2 separate regions of the Zea mays genome follow, and region 1 is linked to region 2. A link is a contact called in public Hi-C data. All regions are on one chromosome and are shown on one strand. Each heading gives the region's core, a stretch centred on a gene start, on an enhancer-like site or on the middle of the called end of the contact. The rest is flanking DNA. Distances are from core to core; before and after follow the strand shown. Region 1 holds the start of LOC100279306 (putative regulator of chromosome condensation (RCC1) family protein). Region 2 holds the start of LOC100384280 (Actin-related protein 3).

Region 1 (3,283 bases), core at 497-2,996, 280 kb before region 2:
GTCCGGTGATTTATAGCCGTACAACTCTATCGATTCCTGAGAGCAACCGGTTCAACGTCGGCCAGCCTGGGGCACCGAACACTATCTGGTGCACCACCGGACAGTCCGGTGTGCCAGGCCGAGCTGGAGTTGGTTTCCCATTTCTTTTCTCCTTCTTTTGTCATTGTGTCTAGCACTTAGACAAACACATTAGTATTCAAAACCAATGTACTAAGTCTAGAAACATACCTTGTAATATAATTTGTATTTCTCTCTTTATTTAGCACATAAGAACTTAATCAATCGTGTTGGGTATTTAACCACCAAAATATTTTATAAATGGGCCAAAGATATATTTCCCTTTCAGTAGGTCCCCGAGCATTGGGCCCTGAGAGTACGAGCCAGGCTTGTCGATGTTTTCCTTCATCGGTGTTGAGTATCCGGGAACATGCCTTTTCTGGATACTAATAATTGTGATGCAACACCTTAGAACTTCATAATTAATAATTCAATCACCTTGCTGATTTTTATAATAGCAACACTAACAAGTTACAAAACAACAAGCAAGATAACAAAGGGGTCAGAACCAGATGCAATCGATCTTTTATACTAGATGCAATAGTGATGGAAAACATAAGATCATAGATCAATTGAGAATATGGCTAGGGCAAGATAATTTTGCTGTAAAAGTAGAGCTGAAACGATCGTTCCTAGTACAGCCACCAAAATTGTGTTAATTCAAAGATTATTTTCACATACTATCAAGAATATCTATCATATGGGTCGCTACAGACTGAATAACATGGCAGATAACTAATACACTTTTACGGCGAAGAGCGACAAAGCTTACAAGCAAACAATCAAAAGATGGCCATCATATTTCCTTGATGAAGAACGACTAGTTTTCGAATAAGTTAGCAAATTAACCATCAGAGCTCTCATTTAGGAGTAAGAGACACCCTATCGGGACAAAGAGTCAAAGACATCGTCAAGTTACTCTAGATCAGCTAGGAAGCCTAGGATGTCTTCATTGAATCAAGAGATAAACAATAACATAAAAGTAAAAAAAAGTATTGAATTGGTTTTTGTCTATTAGATAAGATGTCTCAATCAACAATGTATTCCATATTTAGGGATGATCATATCTTATTTCAAAATCAAGGTGGCACTATATTCATATCCTTTTATGGTGTTTTTTTTAACTAAATCAAAAGTGGTCTAGGTCTCTAGGTCTTATTTGAATCTCAATGCAAGTGAACTACGGTTAGTTCGTTAAGGTAGTTAGTAGATTTACGCGTGATATTTGCTGCGTCATCTATCGCTTGGAAGGTTTAAAATCCATCTAATTGGTTGGGTGGACTAGCGTGGCCTCGCTCCTAGGTACCCGCGCATGCAACTAGAGGATGTGCTTTTGGCTTGGTTGGGAGAGTCCGCATGTCCAGGCAACTAATCTGAGCCAATGTGACTGATCGCAGTTCTCTTTTTATGCATGGGGTTGGGGTTATTAGTAATCACGATGATTGTCCATCGTAACCGTTTACGCGGAAATGGCCGAGATTCGTGCCGTTGGCGTTGAACCACAAGATAAACTCAACCCTCAACAGTTGTCAACAGTTACGAAAGATGAGGCTCCGAATGCGGCCTGAACCTGATGATCATCGCCTCCATTCTCTGAAGGCGCAGCAGGATGCTGACGTGGCACCTACAAACGCATCTATAAATATGGGAGTGACGCATCCTTGTGCCTTTTCTACTTCCTTAGCTAACTTCCCAGCCCCGACACCTTGGCCGCCGCTCCGTGCGCACCCAGTTGCTGAGGTTGCAACGCTGCAGCCGGCGAGGATCGGATGAACCACCAACCCCTCCTATAAATCCTAGTACGATGCCTCGATCGGGCCTATATCTATATCTGGATTGTTCCGGCCCTCCCCCTTCTTCGATTTTGTGGGCGGCTTCTCTTTTTTTTCTTCCTGTTGATGTGCGAATTTAGAGGGGATAAGAGCTTTTGGGGGGAATCTGATGGAATCCGATCGATTTTCTCGCCGTTCTTGGTCGATCTGTCGGGGAAGGTAAGATTTGTTCATGGTTTGTGGGGGATTTGGCTGGATTTCGAAGGTTTGGAGCGGCCATGGTGGTGACTGGTGAGCGGATATGGGGATTTTTGGTGATCGAGTGGGGAATCGGTCTGTTGGATGTCTTTAAAACGGGATTTTGTGATACTGTAGGAATTTTTCGGTGGAACCATAGCTTTTGTTGCGATATACCGCTATTGACCACGGATCATCATGTTTTAAAATCTTTTTTTTTCCTCAGAGGTATGGGATGATCGAGTGCTAAACGCTCCGTTAAGGTCTGATCTGCGTCGATCTTGATTTCAGGATGCGATCTATTGTTAAATGACGGATGCATTTTCCTGCCATCCTTTGTGTTGCTAAGCCGTAGTTTATTCTGATGCTAATTTGTTAGGGAGACTATATGATCAGTCTGTCTTCTGCAGACAGCAACTTAGATGAAACGCAGCTATGAATGTGATCATCTAACTCTTTGTTGCTGCTGCTGTTCTCCTTCCAGTTTGTGTAAAACCTGCACTTGCTGCACAATCTATTTGTCGAAAGTGTGACGGACTGTCATTTGTTTCTCTTATCAGACCGAGTCCTCTGCTTCTGCTCTCATCCATCTGTAGAGTGCAACATGCAGTGCCCCATGGACACTGCTGCTAGTGGAACCTCGCCAGTGATGCAATTCCATAGCAATGCTGATGAGTCTATCGCCCATTCATCTCCATTGGCAACATTAATACAACGTTCACAGCGCCATTGCTATGGGGATGGATCCCCAGGCGAATTTCCCCTTGCTGTGAGCCCCTCCATTGTTCTCCATGTGCTCTCATCTTGTGATCTAGGTCCGAAAGATCTCGCCAATCTGGAGGCAAGTCATACAACCACACTCACTCAGCGCTTTTATGTTTTAGTAACTGACGCTGCTACTGATGAATTAAGCCTCTCTGTCCTCAGGCTACATGCGTATTTTTCGGCAAACCTGCAAGTTTTGCACCAGACTTTGCATTGTCACTTCCGGAGCTTGCGGCATTTGATATGTGCCAGAAAAGGACCATGTTTAAGCAGATGAAGCAAGAAGATCAGGAGTGTCTGAAACAACGGTGTGGAGGCTCTTGGAAGCATGTTCTTGGGTACATTCTGGTTAGGGAGAAGAATGGTTCTCGGGTGATTGCCGGGCCAGGCCATAGCATCATTATCACCTCAAATGGAGATGTATATTCGTTTGGAGCAAACTGCTCCGGTCA
Region 2 (3,313 bases), core at 725-3,224:
ACCAAGTAAGTTGCATGCCAATGGAAAATAGTTTTAATCTTACATAGGTGTCCATTTACTCTGAAAGACATTGTTACAATCTTTATTAGAAAACAACGGTAGGTGAATCAAAGAATCTAGAAGATATTCACAAAAATCACATCATAGGCAAAGTTCAAGTGATAGCCCAACAGATCTATGATTTTTTTAAAAAGAGCAGCTATGGTTTTATTGCTTGCTGTGGCTATCCTTAACATGTTAAGGTGAAGCTTTTTCTCGAACGAAGTTTAAGTGAAGCTTGTTGTTTGATATATTATTACGCAAGGAACATACCAGTATGATAGCCACATTTCCAAATTAACAACAATTTCATAATTCTATTATGTTCCATTCTCTGTTGAACAAAGTACTGTTTTCTACCGGCCTGGTGCAGCGGTAGAGCCTACCGTCTGTAACCGGAAGGTCCCGGGTTCGAGCCCTAGCCTCTGCATATTATGCGGGTAAGGCTTGGCGCTTAAAGATACCCTTCCCCAGACCCCGCACAGTGCGGGAAGCCTACGGCACTGAGTACGCCCTTTTTTTCTCTTTACATCTGATAAAGTGATAAGCTACTCTAGAGAAATTGAGAGTTCAGTATTATCTTGTGACAATCAGCAAGAAAGCAAAGGAGCTACCTTTAGAAGTTGATGAATAAATTGGGTAACATCCTTGCCTGTAATTGGAATAGATCTGATACTGCTCCCAATGACATAACCATCAGCAACTGGAACGATGTGGGTAGCCCCATCACCCACATCAACTACAACACCTGTCATTTCACACTGAAAACAAAGCATGAAGTTTCTCATAAATGTAAGAGTGTGATGATCGCTCAACAGGGAAGAAAGAAAAACAGCGATGAAGCATTTTTCAAGTACACTAAAACATGGCCTGCTCGATGCTATTGCCATTCATTTTAGCGTAAGGCATGCCTATGCTAAAGAAACAACAAGGCTAAGCTATGCTGACTAACCTTGGTTGTAGTGTACCCAGCAGCTAGAGCAAGGACAGGTTGGACAGCAATATAGAGGCCGGGCACATTGAACGTCTCGAACATGATCTCCCCGGTATACTCCCGGATCTCAGGGGCAGTCAGAGGGCTCTCAGTTAGAAGAAAATAATGATCTTCTGGGTCGCACCGGAGGTAATTGAAGATGCACTGTTGCCAAAACCTCTCCATAGAATCCCAATTTTCCACCTGAAAGAGTTCATTTCAGCCTAATTCAATCGTAAGTAAGGTCGTGAAAAAACAGCAGCAACTGGACACGGCACACGGCAGTACACAGCTGGAGCGCCCACCTGGCCGTTGCGGATGGGATAGCTCAAGCTGTGCGAGCTGCTGGCGCGGGATCGGGCCAGCGCCTCCTGGCCGATGTAGAAGTCGAGGTCAGCCATGACGCCGGCACTGTGCTGAGCGAGCCAGTTCCCCCTGGCAGGGGCGCCCCTCGCCGCCGGCTGGCCTGAACCGGAAAAGGAATCGTTGACGGCGACGACAGTGGGGGTGATGAAGCAGGGCTCCACGTTCCCCGCGAACCCCATCTTCGTGTACCTGCCGCGAGCGAGAGTAGGAGCAGATCAGCAGCGTGACTCACCGTCGTCGCGCCTTCGCGCGCAGATCTAGGGAGAGGGAGGGAGGTCGTACCCGGTGCCGTTGTCGATGACAACAGCGGGGCGGGACAAGGCGTCCATGGCGGGCGCCAAGCGTGTGGTCGCTCGTCAGTGGCGGTGGCAATTGGAGAGGCGCCGGCTCGAGCAGGGCGAGCGGTGGGCTGCTTTTGGCAGCGGCAGTCGGAGGCGGGCGGCGGTCGCCGTCGCGGCGGGCATCCCAGCAACACCGCCACCCGGCCACCCAGCCACCGCCACTGGCAACCACCAGCACCAGCGCCGAGTGAAGAGCCGGCGACGTCGTCTGGACTCTGGAGACGAAGCTTCGAGAGGAAGGGAGGTATATCTCGGGGTTGGCGGGCGGTGGAGACTGGAGGAGCGGAGATCGAACTTGCTTTTGGTCGCGGTCTTTCTCTGCTTCAGGGAGCGCTGGATTTGTCCTGGCGTGACATTGTGACAACGCTGCGCTGCGTTGCATTGCGTCGAGTGTGTGTTCGAGTGCGGCGTGTGCGCGTGTTCGTCTTCGGGTTGGTACGCTGGTGGCGTGCAGGATGATGGCGAGTTAGCGACACCGCCACCGACGCCTGCGTGCACGTCCGCTTTTCTCCGCTCTCCAGGCGTTTCGCTGCCTGTTGGAAGGTGGGCCCAAATCTTTGTGATGGCAAGAGATCTTGTGTGACAAAAAGATATGATGACGTGAATATTTCACGAGTGAGCTCGACTCGGCTTACAAGTTGGAACGAATTCGTTTAGCTAAGCTACAATAAAAATCAATATATATATATATATATATATATATATATATATATATATATATATATATATATATATAATATAATTAATTTCTAATTAATCTAGACTAATTTAATACTAGAAAAAGATTAAAAATATTTACAATTTCACATACCACATCAATTCAACACTCAACGTTTATTAGTTTAACCAACACAAATGAAGCATTTGTTTACTGACAAATGCTAGCTTATTCGAGCTAACGAGCTGGTTCAAACTCGGCTCGAGCTAACTCATTAACAAACCGAGCTAAGATACTAGCTTAGCTCGCGACAAAAATAAAACAAGCCGAGTCAAGATAATCACAAGCCGAGCGAGTAGACCAGCCACAATTATTTCGTCCAACCCTACACAAATACATGCATATTATGTGGTTTTAATTTTAATGGCACAAATCTTTATCTTTTAATAAAATCATATATACTCTATGCACGTAAGCATCTGTATCTTAAAATTGAAAGACAGTTGTTTCTTAGAAATTAGGTTTTTTGGATTTCCTATGGAAGTTCTCTAATCCAAACAAACTCTTCATATAGTAACTCTGAATGAAAAATAACAGTACGAAGGGACGACTATTTATGCCGCATGATTATCGAAAATCCTATTTGTGACATTTTGTTTTACGCTATGGCAAACTCACTTAGAATCCTCGTAGTCGTAGAGATGTTTAGAAGATGCTCACATTTTGGTCACTTGCTCTCAAATTCAATTAGTTAAGAGCAAGGCAACACAAATGTTAATGGTTAAAGACATTCGTCCTTCAAAGCATTATTTATCTTAAAATATATTGATTTTCAGACGAAGGTTACGAATAACATACCTTCATCATCTCAATATGTAAGAATAAAAGCAGGAACATATGAAACATAGAAAGAACATGAATAATCATATAAAATCA

The links. A called contact is a pair of places that touch in the nucleus more often than the background predicts.
Region 1: a contact with region 2 is called in a Hi-C map of endosperm, with 2.6 times the contacts expected there. The contact joins the promoter of LOC100279306 here to the promoter of LOC100384280 in region 2. A contact is called at or near these places in 3 of 25 Hi-C or Micro-C datasets (ear, endosperm and tassel).

Annotation. Positions count from the first base shown.
Region 1 is chr4:137,183,865-137,187,147 of Zm-B73-REFERENCE-NAM-5.0, reverse strand. It overlaps LOC100279306 (putative regulator of chromosome condensation (RCC1) family protein), which reads left to right and starts at 1,746. Exons shown (of 5, transcript NM_001152327.1): 1 at 1,746-2,907; 2 at 2,994-3,283. The coding sequence starts at 2,671.
Region 2 is chr4:136,901,480-136,904,792 of Zm-B73-REFERENCE-NAM-5.0, reverse strand. It overlaps LOC100384280 (Actin-related protein 3), which reads right to left and starts at 1,974. Exons shown (of 10, transcript NM_001176844.2): 1 at 1,661-1,974; 2 at 1,318-1,567; 3 at 992-1,216; 4 at 654-800. The coding sequence starts at 1,707.